Regions from separate parts of the Mus musculus genome. Here regions 2 and 3 are each linked to region 1. A link is a contact called in public HiChIP or PLAC-seq data. All regions are on one chromosome and are shown on one strand. The core of a region is the stretch at or near the end of the contact, and the rest is flanking DNA. Distances in the headings are between cores, read along the strand shown. Region 1 holds the start of Wdtc1 (WD and tetratricopeptide repeats 1). Region 2 holds the start of Fgr (FGR proto-oncogene, Src family tyrosine kinase). Region 3 overlaps Ahdc1 (AT hook, DNA binding motif, containing 1).

The links. HiChIP or PLAC-seq counts read pairs in DNA pulled down with a chosen protein or histone mark.
Region 2: a contact with region 1 is called in an H3K4me3 HiChIP or PLAC-seq map of pro-B cells, with 4 times the contacts expected there. The contact joins the promoter of Fgr here to the promoter of Wdtc1 in region 1. A contact is called at or near these places in 11 of 39 promoter capture datasets (the 3T3-L1 cell line, 3T3-L1-derived adipocytes, embryonic stem cells and 7 more), 10 of 115 datasets of contacts at active chromatin or transcription factors (the SCID.adh cell line, craniofacial prominence, embryonic basal ganglia and 7 more) and 2 of 9 other capture datasets (adipose tissue and macrophages).
Region 3: a contact with region 1 is called in an HNF4G HiChIP or PLAC-seq map of pancreatic cancer cells. The contact joins the enhancer-like site here to the promoter of Wdtc1 in region 1. A contact is called at or near these places in 2 of 484 Hi-C or Micro-C datasets (bone marrow-derived macrophages and embryonic stem cells), 6 of 115 datasets of contacts at active chromatin or transcription factors (bone marrow-derived macrophages, embryonic stem cells, large pre-B cells and 1 more) and 1 of 9 other capture datasets (adipose tissue).

The regions. Positions count from the first base shown.
Region 1 is chr4:133,337,181-133,340,991 of GRCm38.p6, reverse strand. It overlaps Wdtc1 (WD and tetratricopeptide repeats 1), which reads left to right and starts at 1,677. Exons shown (of 16, transcript NM_199306.4): 1 at 1,677-1,996.
Region 2 is chr4:132,971,907-132,975,717 of GRCm38.p6, reverse strand. Fgr (FGR proto-oncogene, Src family tyrosine kinase) reads right to left here and starts at 1,623. Exons shown (of 13, transcript NM_010208.4): 1 at 1,448-1,623.
Region 3 is chr4:133,048,783-133,052,593 of GRCm38.p6, reverse strand. The region is part of intron 2 of Ahdc1 (AT hook, DNA binding motif, containing 1); the gene reads right to left. Among named protein-coding and RNA genes, the nearest start is that of Gm26615, 33 kb to the left of the region's middle. Within about 2 kb of position 1,928, at least 113 of the 459 cell types and tissues checked have an H3K27ac peak or open chromatin away from gene starts, as enhancers often do. A contact at or near this core is called in pancreatic cancer cells, where this site is marked.

The DNA of each region.
Region 1 (3,811 bases), core at 428-2,927:
TGTAGCTCCAGCTAGGCTGGAACTCGCTACTAGCCTCAGTTAATACAGGACCACTCACATCTACCCCCACATACTGGAGGTATGTGCCCAGCTGAGTATTCTGTCTCTCCGTGTCTCTGTCTCTGTCTCTGTCTCTCCATACAGCTAAGCAGGAAAGGTCAGGAGGCATGCCCCACAACCTTTCTAGAAGATGAAGACTGACCTGAATTCACAAGAGAAAGAAATCACAAGTGGTCCGAACAGAAATGAGCAAAGACCAGACACTTATGGGAAGAGAAACTTAGGACCAGCACTCTTTTAAAGATTTGTTTATTTTTATGTATATGAGTACACTGTAGCTGTACAGATGGTTATGAACCCTCATGTAGTTGCTGGGAATTGAATTTAGGACCTTAGCTCACTCCAGTCAGCCCTGCTAGCTCCAGCCCAAAGATTCATTTATTATAAATAAGTACAATGTAACTGTCTTAGAGGCACCAGAAGAGGGCATCATATCTCATTATGGATGGTTATGAGCCACCAAGTGGTTGCTGGGATTTGAACTGAGGACCTTCGGAAGAGCAGTCAGTGCTCTTAACCGCTGAGCCATCTCTCCAACCCTGGACCAGCACTCTTAAGTGCTAAATGTTTGTACTTAGTCTCCAGCACTGCCTGGTTTCATTCCTTGTTTTCTAACCAGTTGTGTGACCCTGGGCTAGCATCTTTTTAACTACTTTATGCTTGTTTCTTCTTTTTAAAAACATAGGAACAATTGTATCTATCAAAGAGAGCATGCCCAATACAGTGAAAATAAAAGTGTTATTACTTAGACGTTGGCATACTGTGTATCTGCCACTCTAAGAGAAGAGAAATGTAAGGTGATTGCTTTTGAGTTGAAGCTCCTGGTCTCTCTCCCTTAAGTTATCTTTACTGCCACCTTTGTCACCTTGGAACTCCCTTAGAGAGGAGGGTGTCTCCGTTCTGACTTGGAGCTTGAAAGTCAGAAGAGCAATTACTTGGCTAGTATTAGATAGACCTTGTCTGCCATCGATCTGGGTTCCTAGAGCTCCCAGGTCACTCAACATAGGACCTTTTCCTTCCAGCACCTGAAGATTCGAGCATGGAACCTGTAACTTCAGCAGCCCCCTAGAGCAAGGAGCAGGCTGAGGCTTTGCTCTGGGAGGACTCAGGGTCTTAGCCTTAGGTGTCCCCTAATTTACAGCATCAAAAGCAATTTTGATGAGCTCTTAGCCCTTGGAGGGTCTGTACTGGACCTGGGAGAACATGTGGAATTGGGACTCAGAAAAGGTGTAGTGGGATGGGAGGTGCGTCCAGGTAACTAATGGTAACCGGGCGGGGCAAGTCCACGCCGCAGGACCTCTGCGATGGCGAAAAACTACGACTCCCATGATACTCCAGAGCTGAGCCCCGCTTTTCCGCCCGCCCACTGGCTGCCGTTCCCGCGAGCGGTGAAGCCGATTGGCCCCGGCGAAGTGGGGGGCTCCCCCGCTAGCAGGTTAGTGGGCGCCACCGGCAGCAGACGTTGACCGGGCGCGCGATGGAGGGGGGGTGAGGGTGGCAGAGAGGACTAGGGCCCGCGCTCACTATTCAGGAAACTGCCGAGCGCCATCGCCGTAGCGTAGCCGCGGACCGTGAGACGCGGGGCCGGCGCGGAGACTGCGTGGCGCAGGCGCAGTGCGGGACTTCTCCTGGGTCCCCAGACAGCTGGAGGAGATAAACAGAGGAGGAGGGAGGGGAGTGCGTGTGTGAGAGCGCGCGAGGGAGTGTGAGTGTGTGTGAGCGCGGGTGTGAGGCGGTGCGCAGGGGCGGGCGGAGGCGCTGTCCGGCCCCGGCCAGGCGCCGGGCGGGGAGCATGGGAAGAGGCTAGAGCTGCCCGGGTCCCCAGCCCCCTTCCCGGGATCCGCACCCCTGCTCCCGGGAGAGGGGCCGGGCCCCCCCGGACCGACATGGGCTCCTGAAGTTGCTCCGCTGCTGGTCCTGGGAAGAGACCTGACAGGTACGGGTCGCCGCCGCCCCATCCCCGCCGCAGATGTCGAGTCGGGGACCGGCTCCCAGAGCCCCGGCTCCGGGGCCGTCCGCTCTGGGCCGGCTCCCTGCTTGGGGGCCTGAGCCCGATCGCCTCGGGACTCCGGGGTGTCCCGGGAAGGGGTCAGGCCTCGGCGGCGAGGAAGGGCAGAAAGGGCCGGGGAAGGGAGGCTAGAAGAGGACTGGCTGGGAGGTCGGGGGAGGGGGTGGGGGAAGGCTGTAGGAGTCCCGCAGGCTCCACCGGGGCAGAGGTAGAAGTCGTCCTATCACGGGACTTTTATTTATTTATTTTTTGCGGAGTTTTTGACATCTGATCTGGCGCCGATCGCACTCAGGAAGAAAGGGGCAGGTGGAAGTTTCAAGAGGTCAATGACCTGGTCTGCTCTTTCCGTGTCTCTCTGCCTCTCTTTCCCTCTCTTGCTCTCTGTTTCTGTCACCCCATACTCCTTTTCTTTCTTTCTCTCCTTCTCCTTCCTCTCTCTCTCTCTCTCTCTCTCTCTCTCTATAGAGAGAGAGAGAGAGAGAGAGAGAGAGAGAGAGAGAGAGAGAGAAAGAGAGTGAGTTTTCAGGCTTCTGGCAGTCGCAGATGCCTTCAGTGGCTCATCCTGGCACCAAACTGAACTTTGCCAAGGTGTTTGCATCATCGACTGTAGCGCTAAGTACAAAGGGTCTCTGCTTGGGAGTGGGCTATTAGTACCCACTTCAAAGGGTAAATAAGAATCGGTAGAGATAAACTGCAAACCCGCAGGATCTCTTTCTGAAAAGCTTTAGTGGAGCGTCCCGTCCCACGCCCCACCCCCCACCCCCCATCCCAAGCCCGGTGATTGGAGTTTCTTGGCGACTTATGGTTTGCTCTCCGCTGCAGGTGCATTACCAGGACTAATAAGAATTAAAAAAAAAAAAGTATGAGGGTTTACATGCGATTTATCTGAGCAGTACAGACGATTTATCTTAGCAGCTGAGTGTGACTAATTTCTTGTGAATGTCTCTGGTGTTCTTAAATCTCTTGAGGTAAATGTGTTGGTGGAGCAACTTGAAAGTTTTCTCAAGTTTGAGTTTAGAAGCTGAGTACTGTGACTGTAGCTTTTCCATTCCTTCCAAGGATGGGGTGGATGATCGGGATAAAGTGTCAGATAAGCATTTTTTTTTTCATGTGTGGGTTTTAAAACAAAGTTTCATGTAGCTCAGGCAGGCCTTGAAATCATCTTGTAATTCATGCTGGCTATAAACTATTTTCCTGCCTCCAAGTCCCAAGTACAGGGATTAAGTGGTATAATGCTATTTCCCTTGGCCCTAAAGTTGTTTTGTTTTGTTTTGTATTTTGGAGATAGGCTTTCTCTATGTAGCCCTGGCTGCCCTTGTATTCACTCTGTAGACCAGGCTGGCCTCAGACTCAGAGATCTGCCTGCCTCTGCCTCCTGAGTGCTGGGATTAAAGGCATGTGCCACCATACCTGGCTCCAGGTGTTCCTTTTTAAACAAAGCCTTCGGGATCTCTTTATGAGCCTACCTAGTGAGACCCAGTCTGAAAACCCAAGTATAAATAAATAAGTAAAGCCTGAATCGGTTTTGAAAAGAAAATCATTCTGAGGAACCTTCTGAGGCAAAGATGTTCCTGCCTCCTGGTCCCAAGTTCTCTCTACCTAGGGCACAGGTGTGCTCACTGCTCGCTGCTTAAGTTGTGAGTGGGCAGGCGATGCTCAGACAGTGAGTGAGCACCCTTGGACTAGTTCTGGTTTGAGTTCTGTATTTTCTTTTCTTGTAAGCCTTGTATCTTTAAGAATTAG
Region 2 (3,811 bases), core at 374-2,873, 370 kb after region 1:
TGCCAACTGTGTGCTGGTTCTCAGAGGCCCTGTCAGCGAAGCTTTCTGGTCCTCCATGCTTTGAGAAGGCAAAGAACTGTGTAGAGCCAGCTGGCCTGGATCTGATAGAACTTCATCTGCCTTCTCCTCCATTCTCCCCTCTCCTCCCCGCCCCACCCCTTCCCATTCTATTTCTGTTTCCCCCACCCCACCTGTCTTTCTGCTTATATCGCTCAAGGTGGTCTTGAACTCGTGACAACCTCCCTACCTCTGTTTGCTGGATGCAAGGATTATTATAGGCATGAGCCACTAGGCACAGCTTTGGTATGGGGAGGGCTAGTTTCTTCCCCAAAGTTCCAATGAGAAAAGCAAAAGTCCAGAGAAAGCTAGCTCTCCTTGAGGTCTGCATAGCAATTAAAGGCCCATTCTTGCTAAGAGAACATGTCTCTGAGGCAGGAGACCCCTGAACACCAAGCGGCACCCTCTCACTCCCTCTGTGGTGCAACACACCCGGATCAAGGACCAAAAATGGGGACGAAGGCAGGGACCAAAGTTGGCTGCCAGCCTTGAGCCTGCAGCGGCCCAAAGCCAACTGGCCTCACTGCCCTGTGTTGCCATGGAAACAGCCCCTGCGGGCATTGGCGGTCAAAAGCAGGATTTCCGTCGGGGCTGCCAGCAATTCCCGGATCCCGACAGGGACGCAAACCTTGACCGCCACTGCGGATAGGGAAAAGCACCCAGGGAGGTCTGATGCCCCAGGGTGAGGTCTTCCCCAGGAAACCCAGATCCACGCCTCCAGCTGCTGGAAGGAATCCCCAGGGTGTCTGGAACCCGCTGCCCCACTGATGTAGCTAGAGGGTCTGGGGGGAGTTTGCAGACTCCCCGCTTCCCTCTGAGGAATCCAGATAGCCGGCCTCTGAGACCCCAGAACTGCACTCTGGACTCCGAGTTCTGCAGAAGTCACTCTCCTAGACCCCCTTCTCGGGAACTCGCGACCGATTTCCTCAGTATCCCCTCCCCCTTTCCAGTTTCCCCACCTACTACCCCTCTCTCATACCCCCTCAGCTTCTTTCCTTTTTCTCCTCCTGAAAGCCTCTCAGGGCTCTCCCTAGACGCTTTTGGGGGATCCCACAGTGCCTTCCTGTACTTTCAGCCCTCTCCCCAAATTTTATCAAATTTACAACACAGTTTCCCTCTCTTTCCCCATTTAGACTTTTAGGGGGAATTTTTGGTCTGCCTTCGCCGTACTGCCTCGGCCTTCTCCTAGGTTTTTATCAGCCTTTTCCAGCTTTCCTTAGTTTTCCTTCTTCATTTCCTTTCTGAATGGGATCCCCACCCCCATCTCCCGCTTTCAACTTGCTCAGCTCTCAAAGTTCAGGTTTACCCCCAAATCTTCCCTCCAAGGTGAGGACGGTTAGGGGCGGGGCAACATTTGCCCTACCAGCCCCCACCGGGTTTGGCCGCCTACCTGGTCTCAAGGGAGCCAGCTGCGGGTGACTCGATCTGGGGCGAGCCAACCCTAACTTCCAGCAACCAGGAGAGGCGATGTGGGGGGTAAAGTGAGGTGCTACCCGCCTCTGCCCCTACTACCTACTCTGGGGAGGGAGGAGGAAGCCGTCTCGGACTTCTCTTATTTTGGTGACTGCGGAGGAGGAGGCGGCAGCCAGAGAAGTCGAAGTCACGCCTCAGCCCCTAGACTGCTGCCCAAAGCCAGGAGGGGCCCCCAGATCCAAAGTCCGCTGGCTCCCACTTCCCGCTGTGGATGGGCTCTCCCAGCGCTGTCCCTGCGCCCCAGCTCCTTCCCAAAGGTTCCGGCCAAAGGGACCTGTCCCTTTAGTTACTAGAGTGGGATACCAAGGGGGTGGGGGGTTGGCCATCCCAAAGGCTCCCACTCCCCACTCATCTCCTAGGTAGGAAAACACAGAGCCAGGTCAGGATAACTTGGCCCAAGTTCACATAGCCTGTAGCCTTTACACTACTGTCACTACATTTGCCAGGGATCTTTTGCCTGTCACTTATACCCTGCCGCCTCATCTTTAGGAACTGGGCGGTGGAGATAAGGCCCTTGCCTTTGGGTACCTGTTTTTCACAACAATCAGCTCCCATCAGGCTACTGCCACACACAAGTTTTAGAGAAGCTGAGGAGAATCCTTAATCAATCACAGTGTCTCTAGGAGAGCCCTCCCTATACTCCCCCAGCCCGATACCCACCCTCCCTTTAAAACCAAGAGTTATTACCAGTATTACCTCTCTAAAACCAAGGTGCACTGAGACCCAGGAAATCCCCCTGCCTGGGGAGGGAGAGCTAGGGTTGAATTGGAAATGTTTGTGGGAGGGTGAGGGCTTAAGGCATGGAAGATTCAAGTGGGTGTCCCCGGGGCTATACTGATGATAGGCGATGACGATGCGTGACTGGGTTTAGAATCAACAGCTCGGACACATTATGCAGTCAGGTGTGCTTCTGTGTACAGACAGGGGTGTAGGGGGCTGTGTGTGAGCGCCCTAAAGTACAAGTTCAGGAGGATCATGGTGACACACACGGTGTCAGCAAGTGATGGATGCAGATAGGAATGCTTCTCTCAATGAGCCATGGCAAACACCTTTAACTCCAGCACTTGGGAGGCTGAGGCAAGCAGATCTTTGTTGAGTTTGAGGCCAGCCTGGTCTATGGAGTGAGTTCCAAAACAACCAAGGCTACACAAAGAAACTCTGTCTCAAAAAACCAAATAAAAGTGCTTCTCTCTTAGGAAAATATGAAGTGGGTGTAGGAGGAAGAAAGGAAATGTAGTGGAGGTTCAGGGACTGTGGGAGGGTGGCTTTACCCTGCCTGGATAGCACTGCCACCATTATAGAGCATCCTCTAAGTTGGCCTTGGCCATTGATCCATGTGTGCAATTAACAAATAAATGTATATCGTGGCCAATGGGAGCCCAGCCATAGGGAGCCCAGATACAAAAGGAACAGCCGCACCAGCTGCACTCCCAGCTACTCAAGAGGATGCTTGAGCCCTGTGGATTGGAGGACAGCCAAAGAGGAGTAGTGATTCTCTACCTGAGAGGAGGGAGGAAGGGAAGAGGAGGAGGAGGAGGAGGGGGAGGCAGAGGAAGGCAGGGAGATAGGACAGGAGAAGGCAGAGATTAGAGGAGATGGGAAGAGAAGACAGAAGAGGAGAGAGGAAAAGAGGAAGGAAGAAAAAACAGGAGGGAAAAGAGAGAAGCAAGGGAGAGAGGGAGGGAATAAGGGAGAGACAGAAGGACATACACTGATCTTGGAGGAATTGCTCTGTAATTCTTCTTCTAAGTCCAGCTCCTGGGTGGCTCCCTAGGGGCCTTCCCCAGTGTTCACACACTTTCCAGCAGAGCCCTCACCTGCTCTTGCCTGGAGCACTCTTCTTCTGGTCTGAAACCGGCTCCTTCCGGTTGGTTACTATGTTTGCTCCCTCCTCAGAGAAGCCTTCCTGACCACAGACTTCCGTCCCATGCTACCTGGTTGCAGAGACAGACTCCCTAGCTGTTGGTGCCCTTGGACAAGTTATGCTTGCTCTCTGCATTTCCATTCTTCATGCAATAAAGACTGCAGAAGACAGCACTTCACAAAAACCTTGGGAGAGACCCTGTAGCTGTCACACCAAGGGCCTGCCACGTGGTAAATGCTATTTGCTTGTGGACATCCATTCCCTTCTTCCTTAGATCAGACTTCACAGTTTTGAGTCACTGTCAGCGCTGGGCAGGATGGAGGCTAGGGCTCTGGGATGGATTCTGGCATAGTCGGCATAGTCACAGAAGCAATGCACAGGGCCAAGCAGCCACAGGATGACTCAACGAGACTGTTA
Region 3 (3,811 bases), core at 679-3,178, 290 kb after region 1:
CCAGATGCCCAGAAAAGTGGAAAGGTGTCCTGAGCCCCTACCCCACCCCAGTGACTAACTGGTCCCCATGGCTCAGCTAACCTTCGCCCTCTTCTCCTCATATGGCAGGTGGGTGAGAGACTAGTCTGCCAGGCTCTGGGGGCTGAGGAGCCCTAAGGAGCAGCTGCCCTCAAAGCCCCCATATCCTGATATTCCCCAGTTGATAAATGCTATTCCCCCAATAAATAACTAGGGAACATGCCGCTATGCCCATTGCAGGGGGAGGATGTGTGGTGGGGGAATGTGGCAAGGGGGGAACAGGGTTGGGCTGGGACTAAGGCTCCCTTCACGGTGCTCCAGGCGCGAGGCAGAATCACATGTTTCCCATTAGCTGCTTTGGCCTCCTTGTTCGGGGGTGTTGGCTGGGGGAGATTTGTTCTGGTTGCAGACACCAGCAAAGACCACACAAGAGAGAGAAGGAAGGGGGTTCTGTAACAAACACCATAGGCACAGAGGAAGAGAGACAGAGAGACAAGGACAGAAGACAGAGGCCAGTAAAGAGAGATGAACAGAGACTGTGGGGGACAGGGACAAGGAAGAAGGCAGGCTGGGCCCCAAACTGAGACTGAGCTCAGGCCAAGAAGGATCCAGAGAGCGGCAGAGAAGACAGCAGTCTGACAGGGATGGCCTCGGAGAAGGGAGGCTAGAGACTAGGCTGAGGTACAGGAGCCTCAAGAGGATGGTGGGCTGGACAGAGGGAAGGCTAGGCTAGGTGAGGGTCTCACAGGCTGGGAAGTGGGTGCCCAGGCGGGTGGCGGGTGACGGGTGAGGGCAGCCAGTGCCTGAGCCTCCCGTCTGCTGACCCTCAAGCCTTGGAGATAACAGACCCGAATAGTGCTGACTTGCGGTTCAGAAATCCAATATCCTCCGCGGCGCACTAATCGACTACCTGAGCCCCAGCCCGCGTGAGCTGCCCCGATTAATCCTGCGGCTCCACAGCCTTAATTAGTTTAACAGTTTCAGGGGCAGGAGAGGCAGGCAGTAGGGTCCTTAGGCCTATGGGGACACAGCCCTCATGCAAACCCTGTCTAGTGCACTACCTCCTCAGACACACTCCTGCCTAGGCCCCAGAGGCCCCTTCCCACACTACCTGAAAAACACTGGGTCCCTTCTCCTGAGGCACAGGTCCAAGGACTGGTACTTGGTCAAAAGGTAGGTCATGCAGTATGAAGACCCACACACACACACTTGTCTGTGCTTAGGGCCACAAGTGTTTCCTCTGGCCAGACTTTTGGGGACCTTGTGGCCCACATGGGGAAGTCCCACCAACTGCCAGCCACACACAACAGGGTAATATGTTGTCTCTTTAGGGTGAGAGACAGGCCCCTACCTCTCTGACATCATCCCAACAGCATGAGACACTCATGCATGCCACCTTCACAACAGTCAGAGACAGGCAGACAGTCACTGAGAATCCTCCCAACATGAACAGCCGAGCACGCAACCTGTTGCTTCCTTCAAAATGTGAGATGGTCATATCTGATGCCCCCAGATGGCACAAGGCAGATATCCATCCAGTCGTCACCCTTTGACAGTGTGACTACCTAACCGGGCACCTCTTACCCATCGACAGGATGTGGGATGTAGAGAAAACCTGTCATAGACAGTGAACCAAAAATAGTTCCCGCCATGGGAGAAGTCTCTTCCACCCACAAAGTATGACCAGGGACACAACCATGTCCTTCTCAGAGTCCCCCATCTAGACATGGCATCCCACCCACATCCCTACCCCATCACTGTCACCAGCCTGGGTGGTACTGTCTGTCCTCTGCCTGCAGGAGCGAGCGTCACAGCTCACAGGGCATGAATGTCACCCCAGCAATGCTAGAACCAGGCACAGCCACACGTTGCCCCAGTGACAAACGCTTCTGGCCCCAGGAGGAGGTGGAGGCACACAGGGCTCTGGGTGTGACCTTGCTCCCTGGACAACAGGAGGGGAGGTACTGTGGCCTTCTGCCTGGGTAACCAGCAGCCAGGTGCTAAGAGGAGACTGGGAAGGAAGCTGTCTGGGTACACACAGACAACCTGGAAATGTCACCTTCGCAACCTCCCATTCCATTTCTAATGAACTCAAGGAGGGGGTAGGATAGTGGTTGAACTCCCCTTTGCTGGGACGGCTGCCCCTCTCCACACTTCAGACCATAGAACTAGGGATAGGGACAAGGAGGACAAAGTCCGGGAGCATGACTCACTAAGGGAACAGGCCCAGCCTGCTGGCTAGAGTGGTGTGGAAGGCTAGGAGCCAAGAGGCCTGGGTTCAAGTCTACGCTCCTCCCAGGCCAAGCTGGGTGACCTTGGAGCAGCAGCCCAGCCTCTCTGGCGTAGGGGAGAGAGAAGGGGCTGAGGAAATGCTGGGGTCAGAAGCAGCTTCACAGAAGGGAAGGGAAGGTAGCAGCTCCCACCCCCTGCTGCTTCTTCCGCAAGGGCCCTCCTAAGAACACAGGACACAAGAAGAACAGGAAGAGAGGGAGAAATAACTGGGGAGCTGAAGTCCCTACAGGTACAGGCTAGACCAGCATCAGCTGAACCCTGTCTCCACTGCTGGCTTCCCAAGTGGACTGTTTCTTTAAGGCAGCCCTGAGACGTGGGGTGGGGGTGTTGAGGTGTTGCTGGATATAGGACAGACTGCCTTAAGCTAAAACCATGGAATCAGACCCAGTCTGTCCTCCCCCTCACCTTTACCCTCGACCTCACTTGGACTACCTCAGAACCGTGGACTGGAGCAACAGCTCAAAGGGAGGAGAACACACTCCAGTCCCCTCCTGTCCCCATGACCCACAACAGCACCTGCTGCACAGGACTAAAGGACCTGAGACCGCAGTGTTCAAGGGCCCCCTTGCTGTATGTCCAGAGAGGGACAGACCAAACCTGAGGTCACACAGCCGGACCGCAGCAAAGGCCACAACTTTCCTCAGCAACATTCTCAGAGCAGAGTCCTTCTAGCCCCTGGGGGTGGCTAGAGCTAGGGGGCCCTGGGGGACTTAGCAAAAAAACGTGGTGACAGATGGCCTGCCAAGGCAGCGGCGATCTGGGCGGCTGGCATGCATGCTCGCTCGCTCCCGCGCAGGGAAGCAGCTAATTTTAGCTGAGGCCTCCATGCCAGCTTTGCTCCCCCCACCCACCCGCCAAGGGGGCCCAGCATGCCTTGCGTGCAACCTGCCTCCCCTGGCACCCCTACCCCCCTACCTGACCCCTTTGGTGAATGGTGTCCAGACCCCAGGGTCCTAGAACTGTCTGCCAGACTAGGCCTCACCACACCCAGAGGCCAGGGCTGAACCCTGGAGGCCTGGATCCCTATGCTAGGGCCTGTTTGCCCAACTCTTCATTGGAGGATGACAGGAGGAAGGCCGGAGGGCTGGACACGGGGACTGCCAGCCTTGTGGAGAGGTACTGCCTCCCTCTCGGCACTGGAGGAGACAGGACCTTGATTTCACCCAGACTCTGCCTCTGGGCAGCAGTCTTCCCGGTGCTGTGTGCAGTGAGTTGCCCGAGCCTTTCCTTGTTCCTCATAACTCTTTGTTCCAGGAACTCTAAGTACTTTAAAGCCACAGCTAGCGAGTATCGGGTCTGGAAACTGAGGCATAGCCTGAGATAGCCATCATATCGGGAGCAAAGGACGAATCTTAGGGATCAGTGCGGCCTAGGTACCCTACAAGATAGCAGGGTTCCTGTCTAGGTTAGCCCCTGGGAGTTCTCATTTGTGCCACTTGGGCTGCTAGAAGGGTGACCACTTTGTAACTGCAAAGGAGGCCTCAAGTTCTTCATCTGGCAC